2 separate regions of the Zea mays genome follow, and region 1 is linked to region 2. Evidence: chromatin contacts called from public Hi-C data. All regions are on one chromosome and are shown on one strand. Each heading gives the region's core, a stretch centred on a gene start, on an enhancer-like site or on the middle of the called end of the contact. The rest is flanking DNA. Distances are from core to core; before and after follow the strand shown.

What was found. A called contact is a pair of places that touch in the nucleus more often than the background predicts.
Region 1: a contact with region 2 is called in a Hi-C map of leaf, with 2.0 times the contacts expected there. The contact joins two enhancer-like sites. A contact is called at or near these places in 4 of 25 Hi-C or Micro-C datasets (ear, leaf and tassel).

What each region holds. Positions count from the first base shown.
Region 1 is chr6:20,182,008-20,187,193 of Zm-B73-REFERENCE-NAM-5.0, reverse strand. It overlaps the pseudogene LOC103629082. Among protein-coding and RNA genes, the nearest start is that of LOC103629085, 8.2 kb to the left of the region's middle. Within about 2 kb of position 2,878, at least 15 of the 20 cell types and tissues checked have an H3K27ac peak or open chromatin away from gene starts, as enhancers often do. A contact at or near this core is called in leaf, where this site is marked.
Region 2 is chr6:20,115,873-20,121,646 of Zm-B73-REFERENCE-NAM-5.0, reverse strand. It overlaps LOC103629080 (a long non-coding RNA gene), which reads left to right. Exons shown (of 6, transcript XR_004850077.1): 5 at 1-1,414; 6 at 1,810-2,265. Among protein-coding and RNA genes, the nearest start is that of LOC103629080, 8.3 kb to the left of the region's middle. Within about 2 kb of position 1,641, at least 5 of the 20 cell types and tissues checked have an H3K27ac peak or open chromatin away from gene starts, as enhancers often do. A contact at or near this core is called in leaf, where this site is marked.

The DNA of each region.
Region 1 (5,186 bases), core at 1,629-4,128, 64 kb before region 2:
TCCAAACAATTGTACCTAGTTACATGCCAACTACAACACACTAATTACAATACCGGACTTCAACTCAAGATCATATTAATGCCTTTGTCTTCATATGGATCAACCTTACTATAAAATGGATCACACTCTTGACTATCACCAACAAAATCATCTAGGTCGAGTTAGATGGGGTCACACCTAACATAGTCATCCTCTACCAGCTCCATGCAACCAAAATTTATACAAGGAGGGATACAAAACGGAATGAGTACAAAGGTACTCAACAAGTCGAGGAATAGCAAAAAGAATGCATGAATAGCCACATCTAACTGAAGCACTGATATTGCTTCAGGTTTCCTAATTTCATTCAGGGGAAAAATTGGAGAACTAGAAGATTTAGGGCAAGAGAAAATTCCTACCTTGTCTTGCTGGTGTATACCCTTGCAGTCCTTAGAAAAGAAGCTTCTTGGTGATCTTGGAGAAGAGAGGTGGTGTTGTGCAGATGGAGTGTTGGTTTCGGCTAATAGGTATGAGAGGAGAAAGTGAAGTGGAACTCTGTAGTTCTTTTTTATTGCCCCACCCTGAACTCACGCACTGCACATCCCAAACGCACACCAATCACACACACCTACTCTGTGCACAAGCTACACCTACAACATATACCTAGAGGTCGACACATGGCCGAGAGACATGGCGACAATGGTAGCACGCACATCCGTGAGAGACAACACAGTTTGTTGGTGGAAATCGTAGACGAGCCACCGCTCGAACTCACGTACAGTTATCCTGTCGGAAGCATCATGTATTCTAGACCGGAGGGACCATTTGGAAACATATTCGTTCACTCATATACATGATCGATCTGCAACCTCTGATCGCGATTATGTGAGGTCTAGAATCAATTTAGTCAATTACGTAACGTGATATATAGTCTCATCTAAATTGTAGCGGATCTGAGAATCAGGCACCTACGCCAAGGGATAACGAAGAGAAATGACGAGGTTCACATGACAAGACAAGAAGATCGACATGAGCCCTACACGAGTCGAGAGCATATCGTCACAAGTTATGACCTGACCTGGACGCTGGATACACATTGTTGAGTCTGTGATCCAAATTCTGAAGAAGGCGGCCAAGTTGGCGAGCGAAGCGGAGGCCCGTCGCCGGGAGGCTTGGGTCGGAGCGCAGCGAGGCCAACTGGCCTTCCCGCGGCCCAGGGACGCCTGGGGGGGTGGGGGGGGCGGAGCCCCCCCCGGTACGGATCGTTTTAGGGTTTCACCCCTATAAATATCTTTGTAAGCCGCAGGAGATATCTATCTCAATTGAAAATCTCCTGCGATCTGTAACCACCCGAAAATAGTGAGAAGTTGCCTGCCGGCGCCCGTGGTTTTTTCCCCTTCACTTTGGAGGGGTTTTCCACGTTAAATCCGTGTCTCCTCTGTGATTGATCCTATTTGTGTCGCATTCATTTATAACACACATAGCAGGTAACAGCTGCCGACCACTAGCTTTGCGCGCGGTTAGTAATTGGCCCAAGCAAGGCCGGTGTCTCGAAGTAGCTAGCCTGATGATCGAGGACAACGTGGACCGCTCCTGATAGAAGGGGGGTCGCCTTCAAGTGTGGATAGTATAGAGAAGATATTTTTGGAGTTGGATCAAGTGGCCGACAGACACCTTGCAGCTTATTCGCATCATACATATTCATCTTTACCCAAAAGAAAAGGTACAAGATCAGGACCCCGTGTGTGTGTGTATATATATATATATATATATATATATATATATATATATATATATATATATATATATATATATATATATATATATATATATATATATATATATATATATATATATATATATATATAGAGAGAGAGAGAGAGAGAGAGAGAGATAGAGAGAGAGAGAGAGAGAGAGAGAGAGAGAGAGAGAGAGAGAGAGAGAGAGAGAGAGAGAGAGAGAGAGAGAGAGAGAGAGAGAGAGAGAGAGAGTACGATATGGTGTGTGCGCGCGCGCTGTTTGTGAATAATCAACTTGGTATAATAGTTCCCAAACTTATAAAAAAGGTCATCTCCGACAGTGGCCTCGCCGCCTATAAAAGCCCCAGCGGGCAAGGCACACCACCCAACAGGCCAACCATCCGATTGTCACAAACTCTCATCACAAAGAGCTAGCCAAGCATGCTCCTTGACCAAAAGCTAGATAGGCAACCATGTCGGAGGAGAAGCACCACCACCTATTCCACCACCACAAGAAGGACGAGGAGCAGCCCACCGGCCGGCGAGTACTCAGAGACCGTGGCCACCGAGGCGGTGACCACCGGCGACGGTGAGAACGAGTACGAGGGGTACAAGAAGGAGCACAAGCACAAGCAGCACCTCGGCGAGGCCGGCGCTATCGGCGCTGGCGCCTTCGGGCTGGTACGTTGTCGTCGTCCATGCAGAGCTATCGATCGATGCTTCGTTGCGCTGACCTATCACACTAGCTAGTTCACTACAGCGTGGACATACATGTCATGAACTCGGCTGATCGATGATGTTGTTTCTCTCGTTTTTGCAGTACGAGAAGCACGAGGCGAAGAAGGACCCCGAGCACGCGCACAGGCACAAGATCGAGGAGGAGCTCGCCGCCACGGCGGCCGTGGGCGCCGGCGGCTACGCCTTCCACGAGCACCACGAGAAAAAGAAGGACCACAAGGCGCCGAGGAGGCCCCCGGCGGCGAGAAGAAGCACCACCACCTCTTCGGCTGATGACCTGGCCGGCGAGAGCACCGGTCCGTCACCGACCGACCGACCGCCGCGCCGCGCCGCCTGTTTTCGTTGAGTGCATGCCTGCATGCATGTTTGACGTACGATTAACAATAAGTCCCTTCCGGACCTCTGCGAGTGAGACTGAGATGTGGGGCCGCGCGCGTCGAGGTGTTCCTGTACGCGCTTGATTTTCTCTGCATGTATAATTGCGTTGAATAAGCGAGAGCCATGTGTGGGTGTGGCTCCTCCCCTCCCAAAGTCAAGCCCTTATGTGTACCTGTGGTTCTTTGTACTGGTATATGGAGATGATGTGTTAATGTAACACGATTTTATTTATCACCTCATCCAAATTATTTGTTACTTTACCCTCGTTTGAGTCTAATTGTCGAGTTTTCTTCAATGTCTGTTGAGTAAATTTCACAAACAACCCGCCAAGATTTGGGGCTAACATAGTTCGCAAACCCTCCCTAAGTCCCCAACTATTACGCAATTCTCCCTAGGGCTAGGGGTTTCAGTCTCATTAATATATGTAGTGACATATCAGCAAAACTGATGATTTGGCAAGCTAATTAATAGGAGAGAGAGAGAGGAAATTAGTGTTTCATGGAGATGAAACACTAAGAATTAAAACCATTGCTTTGTCTTATTTATCTATTTTAATTATTTCAATTAGTTAATTAGTTAATTACTTTGTGTTTGATTCGTGCATTTTCTTAAAAGAGAGATAACATGCTTAGGAGACTATATAGTTATCGCCGTGTTATAGTTTTTCCAATCAGGTTGTTGTGTGCTTCTCCGGTGCATGTGAGACAAAGTAGAATATATTCACATATTGAAGTATTCATAGCATGATTATTGAGGAGTAGATTTGATTTATGTTTCTTTCATACATATTTTAAAAAGAGTTGATAGGCTTAGAGATTATAACCGCAACATGGTGATTATCCTAGCCAGCATGGTTATTGTACTTTCTCCCGTGCATGTGAGATGAAGTAAAAGATATTGCATTGTTCATGGCATTGAGATTGAGGGTGCATTGTTGCGATGTATCTTCAGGATTCAAGCGATGCAAAAGGCCACGAAACACAAAGACATAACTATACCTAACGCAAATCTAGAGGTTATTATAAATATTATTTAATATATTATAATGTAATGGTAATTTAAATGTATGAGGACTGATTTAAATCTTCTTTAATAATATTGTAGTGGACACTTTATATGCAATTTTAGAAGGATTGTTTTAAATAATTTTAGAGTGGGTAATTAAACTCAACTTAAAATGTTATTTTAAATCATTTTAATAATGGCAAAGTGGGTAATTAATTATAACTTTAGGGTGCTACTTTAAATTATTTTTAATAATTACAGAATGGATAATTTTTTGAAAACAAAATAGATCCAATGACTATTATTGTTGGAGGTTACTCGATGAATCGTGAGACTTTTTTGAGCATTTCTCAGATTTTATTTTTTTCCGAAACGTTTTATTTCTAATTAGTATAGAAGGGTTATTTTAAATGATATTAAATAGTGAGAAAGTATGTAATTAAATTGAAATTTAGTGTGTTATTTTAAATCGTTTTTAATAATGGCAGTGTGGGTAATTAATCGCAATTTTAGGGGGCTAATTTAAATTATCTTTAATAATAGTAGTGGGTAATTAATTACAACTTTAGGGTTTACTTTAAATCCTCTTTAATAATGGCAGAGTGGTAATTTTATTAAACATATTAGATCCTATGGCTATTATTATTTGACTAGGTGAGTGCCTGTGCGTTGCAACGGGAACATATAATACCACGATAACTTATATACAAATGTGTGTTATACTGTTATGAGAAAAGGTCCAAGAGCACCTGGTTGGCCTGGGCAACGGCGACGTCGCCGGTGTGGCAGCGCGTGAGGTCGCGCCACCAGAGCAGGCCGTCGCGGCCCTCAGAGTCGTCCTCGGAGAAGGTCGCAGCACGGGGGGCTAGCGAGGTGGGCCAGACCCCGCCGCACGCCGAGAGGAGCCTGAGGAGCAGGCCTAGCATGCTCCCGCCACATCGCCGACCAAGGCGTCCCCGAGGCGGTGTGGGGAGGACGAGTAGTCACGGGCGGTGGCTGCGGAGGCAGGGTAGTTTCGGTGGTGTGGGGAGGCGAGGGCGAGGGTCGCAATCGGCCGTGTACGAGAAGAATGGTGGGAACGGAACGGCCGAGCGCTCGAGCCGAACAGGCGGGACGGGCGGAATTGACAACGCGGAGTTCGTGGGGGAGGGCGACGACGAGGTTTCTGGGGGGGGGACGAGCGGGCGAGGACGACAATCGGGAGGATGGGGGCGAGGGGGCGCCAGGGCAAGGGCATGGCCTCGCCCCTGTGCTTGCCCTCCTTTGCCCCTTAATAATAGGAGTAGAGATATGATTTTTATGAATAATATCAATTTTCTTACTGCCTTAAATGCTCAACCTATAAAT
Region 2 (5,774 bases), core at 392-2,891:
CCGTAAGGCAAGGGTAAAACCAGCGTTCTACTCGGGGTAAAGCCACGCGTACTCGTGGGGCCCGGGGTTGCCTGGCTGTCTCGTATTTACCGTGGCAGACGGCGCGTGGCTGCGAGGGTCCCAGGCGCCATCATTTAGGCTACGCCGACCCCTGGCCTCCGTAGCCTGGGGCTCGGCGCGGCCCGTCGTGTTGCACCCTGCCAGAGGTCTGCGTGCTCAGGCCTAGTCCGATAGGCCATGAGTGCGCCGTAGGCCGAGGGGCGCGCGGACCATAAATGTGCCGCAGTCCGGGGGGGCTCGTAGGTCATGAGTGCTGTGCGGACCGAGGGGTTCGTAGGTCATGAGTGGAAAGCGGACCGGCACCCACGCTGTGGCTCGGTGCCAGGCGTGGTTAATGCGGCCGGTCATTTACGACAGGTCAGTCTGGGGCCGGGCACGGGATCCACTCGAGTGGTTCCCTTCCGACACGCCTGGCCCCTCCTGTCAGGTTCCACCACGTTCGACCCCGGGCTCGGTGCCGCGGGGCTCCACCGGGGGTGAGTTCTTTCAGGGTTGACGTATCCACCTCTTCCAGCTGACCGGCAGGCCCCAACGGCCAGGGGCTCTTCCCTCAGTGCGCTCTCTGACCGGCGGGTCCCGAAGACCGGGGATCGTATTCCCGACAGTAAGCATGTGTAGCTTTTAACCATCCTTTGCTTCCTGTTCTATCAATCAGTTAGTTGATTTCACATTAGCTTATGATATCGTACCATTTTGTCTTGGCGGGCCGAGCTGGACAGGTTCTGTGATGCTCTTATCTCCATCGGGGAAGAGATTGCAGAGATAGAAAATGGCAAAGCAGATGTGCTCAACAATGTCCTGAAGATAATGTCTCATTAGTGTCAAATGGTGGTATCAATTAGCTGGCAACTATTTGCCATATCAAGCCATATCTCTCTCCACAGTCAGCCAATATTTTTTAGTTACCATCTACTAACAATCAACCAATATTTTTAGCTTAAATACCATGATTCTAGAAGAGAAACGGTGGTGCTTAACTTGCAGTTTGCCTCTTTCATTTGATCAATTCCCCACTTCTGTTCTTAGATTTACACTCAAATCTGACACATTGTACTTGTTTTTGTCCATTTCTCAACTTCCAATGCCTTTGCTCAATTAATTTTTATAAAATTATATGAACTTCTATGACCTTTCTACATGTGTTTTTGATGGAAACGAAGCCAATTACAGTTATGTTCTACAGGTGGAAATATGTGTTGTGCTATATGGCATGCCTGATTTGCTTCTCCAGTTGTAAAGTTTTCACTTAATGTGTTCTTTACACACATGACGACTAATATGAGCAGTTCTGTTGCAGAAAAATGGTGAAATCTATTGCTATGGAGTGGATTCGATAAACATTGGAACTCAGAAGGTATATCTTTTGTTTTTTTTCATTTTCACAGGTGTGCCTCGTTTGCTCTTGTGTCATCTGTCATCTCAGATATAAACTTCCAGCACCACTCTTGTCAAAAATTGTTCTTATGTCATCTAGGTAGTCCGCTTCATCTCGAAAGTGACGTTGCTTGCATTAGGAGGAGCTGTCCATATATATCCCACAACCACCAATCCGCTGATATTTTTTCAGGACTCTACACTCTTGAATATCTTTAGTTTTAGTCAACACCTGTCATTGTCTTTCTGCTATCTATTCTTCTAGGCCAGCATTCTTTTCCAATAGTACAATTATTAGTGTGTGAACAGATTCCTTAAAATTCGATGTTTCATGTAGCTACTGGGGACGGAATTGTAATATCTCATCGTGTTTAGGCTGTATATCCATCCCTGACGTGCAGCAAGGACCGTGGCTCCATGGCCCGTGTGTGTCGTGCTATCGAGGAGCTTCGGCTCCGGAACATCACTGCCAACATCACCTCCATCGTCGGCTGCCTCATGCACACCATCTTCATCGAGGTACATCGGCAGGCAGCATGCAGCACCAGTATCAGTATTTGCATTGTTTGGGAAGCGCACATTGCTCTGCTTTTCGTGTTGAGTTTTCGAATGATTAGGATGGATGTAGGTTTGACCGAACAATTTGACTTTTTTCTCGTTTCTTTTTTATTAGAAAGGTGGAGTGAATTAATCTGATCAAAAGAAATCATTTGAAATTAAATAGTGAGATGGGGTCTGAATATCTGATGTAAAAATGGGGGTAACAATGTATTGGTTGTCGACAAAGAAATTGTGAAGTATTAAAGTCGATAATAATATATATGTTGGTCATTTTCATGTAATTGTTATGCACTAAGATTTTATTGAATATTTTGCATGCCGTCGCAACGCACGGGCACCGTACTAGTTACATATTATTTGCTTCCTGATTATCAATCGCCACTGTACCCCTCATGAAGTAGACGTGCGCGTCGTGGAATTCTCAGCCTGGAGTATCAAGAATCACATCGGAATCGACCTGGATTAGCTCTAATGCTCTATAGAAAAATAGCTCTGCAGAAAATGCTGTGTCTGACCTGGTTAAAGAACAAAATTTATCTTTCATTGCCATTTCGGAAACAGTACGTCGTTCGTTTACTGATCCGTTTTTGCGCAATTTAAGTGGAGGTAAAAACTTCTTGTGGCATTGTAAGGAGCCGGATGGTCGATCAGGTGGCATTTTGTTGGGTGTCGATTTAGATGTGTTCGATATTGGAGGGATTGATGAGGGAGAGTTTTATGTTAAGTTTACTTTGTGTAATAAGAGTGATAATTTTAAATGGGTGTTGGCAGTGGTTTATGGACCTGCACAAATGGATAAGGAGGAGTTTTTTTTTGGCTGAGTTGGTGCAGTTTACTAGTCATGTGACTCTACCCCTAGTCATAGGCGGTGATTTTAATATTCTTAGGAATCAAAATGAGAAAAACAAACCTTTAGTTGACCATCGTTGGCCTTTCCTTTTTAATGCCATAATTGATGGTCTTAACTTAAAAGAGATAGAGATGTCGGGTCGCCAGTTTACTTGGGCAAATAACCTTCCGAATCCCACTTTCGAGAAGTTAGACCAGGTACTAGTAACAACGGAATGGGATCAGAAATTCCCATTATCTTCGGTTGTTGCCCTCAACCGTGATATATCTGACCATACACCGCTGTTATTGAACTCGGGGGAAGCCACATCTTGCCCCTGCCACCGTCCTTTTAAATTTGAATTAGGGTGGTTGCTTAGGGATGGTTTTCATGACATGGTTCATGACATCTGGAATAATGAATTCAGTGGTCAAACACCCATGGAGAAGTGGCAAAACAAAATAAGAAGATTACGGCAGCATTTACGTGGTTAGGCAAAAAACACCAGTGGTGCTTATAAAAAGGAAAAGAAGGAAATTTTAAATTCGCTGGATTCGTTAGATAAGAAGGCGGAGTGTGACAGCTTGCTGGCACATGAGTTAGATTTAAAGCAGTGCCTTCAAAATAGATTAGCTGAGTTGTTGAGGGAGGAAGAGATTAAGTGGTATCAAAGAGCAAAATCGACTCATTTGCTCCAGGGTGATGCCAATACAAAATATTTTCATTTGCTCGCAAGTGGAAAGCATAGAAAGTCTAGAATTTTCCAGCTCAGGAACGGGAATGAAGTGGTTGAAGGTGATGCCGAATTAAAGAGGTATATCACTTCTTACTACAAGGGGCTATTTGGACCGGAGCCGATTTCTGAGATTACTCTTGACGAGAGCCTGGTTCACGATATTCCCCAGGTCTCAGCGGAGGAAAATTCTTACCTTACTTCTTAGTTCAACGAAGATGAAATTAGGAAAGCGATTTTCCAGATGGAGCATAATAAGGCGCCGGGGCCTGATGGCTTCCCGGCTGAGTTTTTCCAAGCCTTTTGGGACCTAATCAAGACTGATCTTATGGCTTTATTCGGGGAATTTCATGCAGGAAACCTTTCGTTATATAGTCTTAACTTCGGAACGATTATTCTACTCCCAAAATGCAGGGGTGCCCCAACTATTCAGCAGTACAGGCCTATATGTCTACTGAATGTAAGTTTTAAAATTTTTACAAAAGTACTTACAAATAGGCTCTCTGGTATAGCTGATAAGTTAATTGGACCCACCCAGACTACTTTCATTCCAGGACGGAATATAATGGAGGGGGTGATTATTTTACATGAAACGATCCACGAGCTCCATCGAAAGAAACAAAGTGGGGTCATTTTTAAAATTGACTTTGAAAAGGCCTATGATAAAGTGAACTGGGCTTTTGTGCAACAGACTCTGTGTATGAAGGGATTTTCCAGTGAATGGTGTAATTGGATTAATTCAATCATGACAAGGGGTCATGTTGGAATCAAAGTCAATGACCAAATAGGAGAAAATTTTCAGACTTTTAAAGGCTTGAGACAGGGGGATCCTCTTTCTCCGATTCTGTTTAACATAGTAGTGGATATGTTGGCTATTCTGGTTAATAGGGCAAAAAATGATGGACAATTTGAAGGTCTTATCCCGCACCTGGTTGAAGGTGGTTTATCCATTCTGCAATATGCAGATGACACCTTGTTGTTTCTAGATAATGACTTGGCCAAGGCATCTAACTTAAAGCTCTTACTGTCGGGTTTAAAGATTAATTATCATAAGAGTGAGCTGTTTTGTTTTGGCCAGGCGGAGAATGAGGAAGATAGTTATCTTTGCCTTTTTGGTTGCAAAAAAGGGGTATACCCTTTCAAGTATCTTGGAATACCAATGCATTACAGGAAATTAAGTAATAAAGACTGGAAAGTAGTGGAAGACAAAATTGAAAAGAAATTAAGTAGCTGGAAAGGAAAGCTGATGTCGGTTGGAGGTCATCTAGTTCTAATAAATTCTGTCCTAACTAGTTTGGTAATGTTCATGTTGTCTTTTTTCGAGGTCCTAAGGGGAGTCCTAGAAAAAATAGACTCCTTCAGATCGCGGTTCTTTTGGCAAGGTAGTGATCTCAAAAAGAAATATAGGCTTGCTAAATGGAATATTCTTTGCCAGCCAAAAGAAGTAGGGGGTTTGGGTATTCAGAATATAGACGTCCAAAACAAGTGTCTGCTAAGTAAATGGCTTTTTAAATTGTTGAATGAGGATGGTTTGTGGCAGTCTTTGCTTAGGAAAAAATACCTGAGTAGATATACGCTCACAAAAGTAACCTCCAAACAAGGAGACTCCCATTTTTGGGCAGGTTTGATGAAAGTGAAGGACACCTTCCTAAATTTAGGTTCCTTTATCTTGAAAAACGGGACTCAGATTAGGTTTTGGGAGGACCGCTGGTTGGGGTCTCAACCTCTAATGACCCAATTTCCATCGTTGTATAATATAGTGCCCAAAAAGAGTGCTACAGTAGCATCGGTTTTCGAAACGGTTCCGCTTAATGTTTCTTTTCAGAGAGCGTTGGTGGGTGAAAACCTGAGGTTATGGCACCTTTTGGTTCTCAGAGTAGCTCAGGTTGAGTTATGTGGGGAGAATGATAGGTTCAAATGGGATCTATCTGTGACAGGCCATTTCTCTGTCAGGTCTATGTATAGAGCACTCCTAAACAATAATCATGTGTCTTATAATAAAACACTATGGTCTTTGAAGGTACCACTGAAGATAAAGATCTTTATGTGGTACTTAATTAGAGGGGTGGTTTTAACAAAAGATAATCTTCTTAGGCATAACTGGCATGGAGACAGAAAGTGTGCCTTTTGTTACTCGGATGAAACAATTCAACACTTGTTTTTTGATAGTCACTATGCTCAGTTCATGTGGAGGTTAGTTTTTTGGAGTTTGGGTAT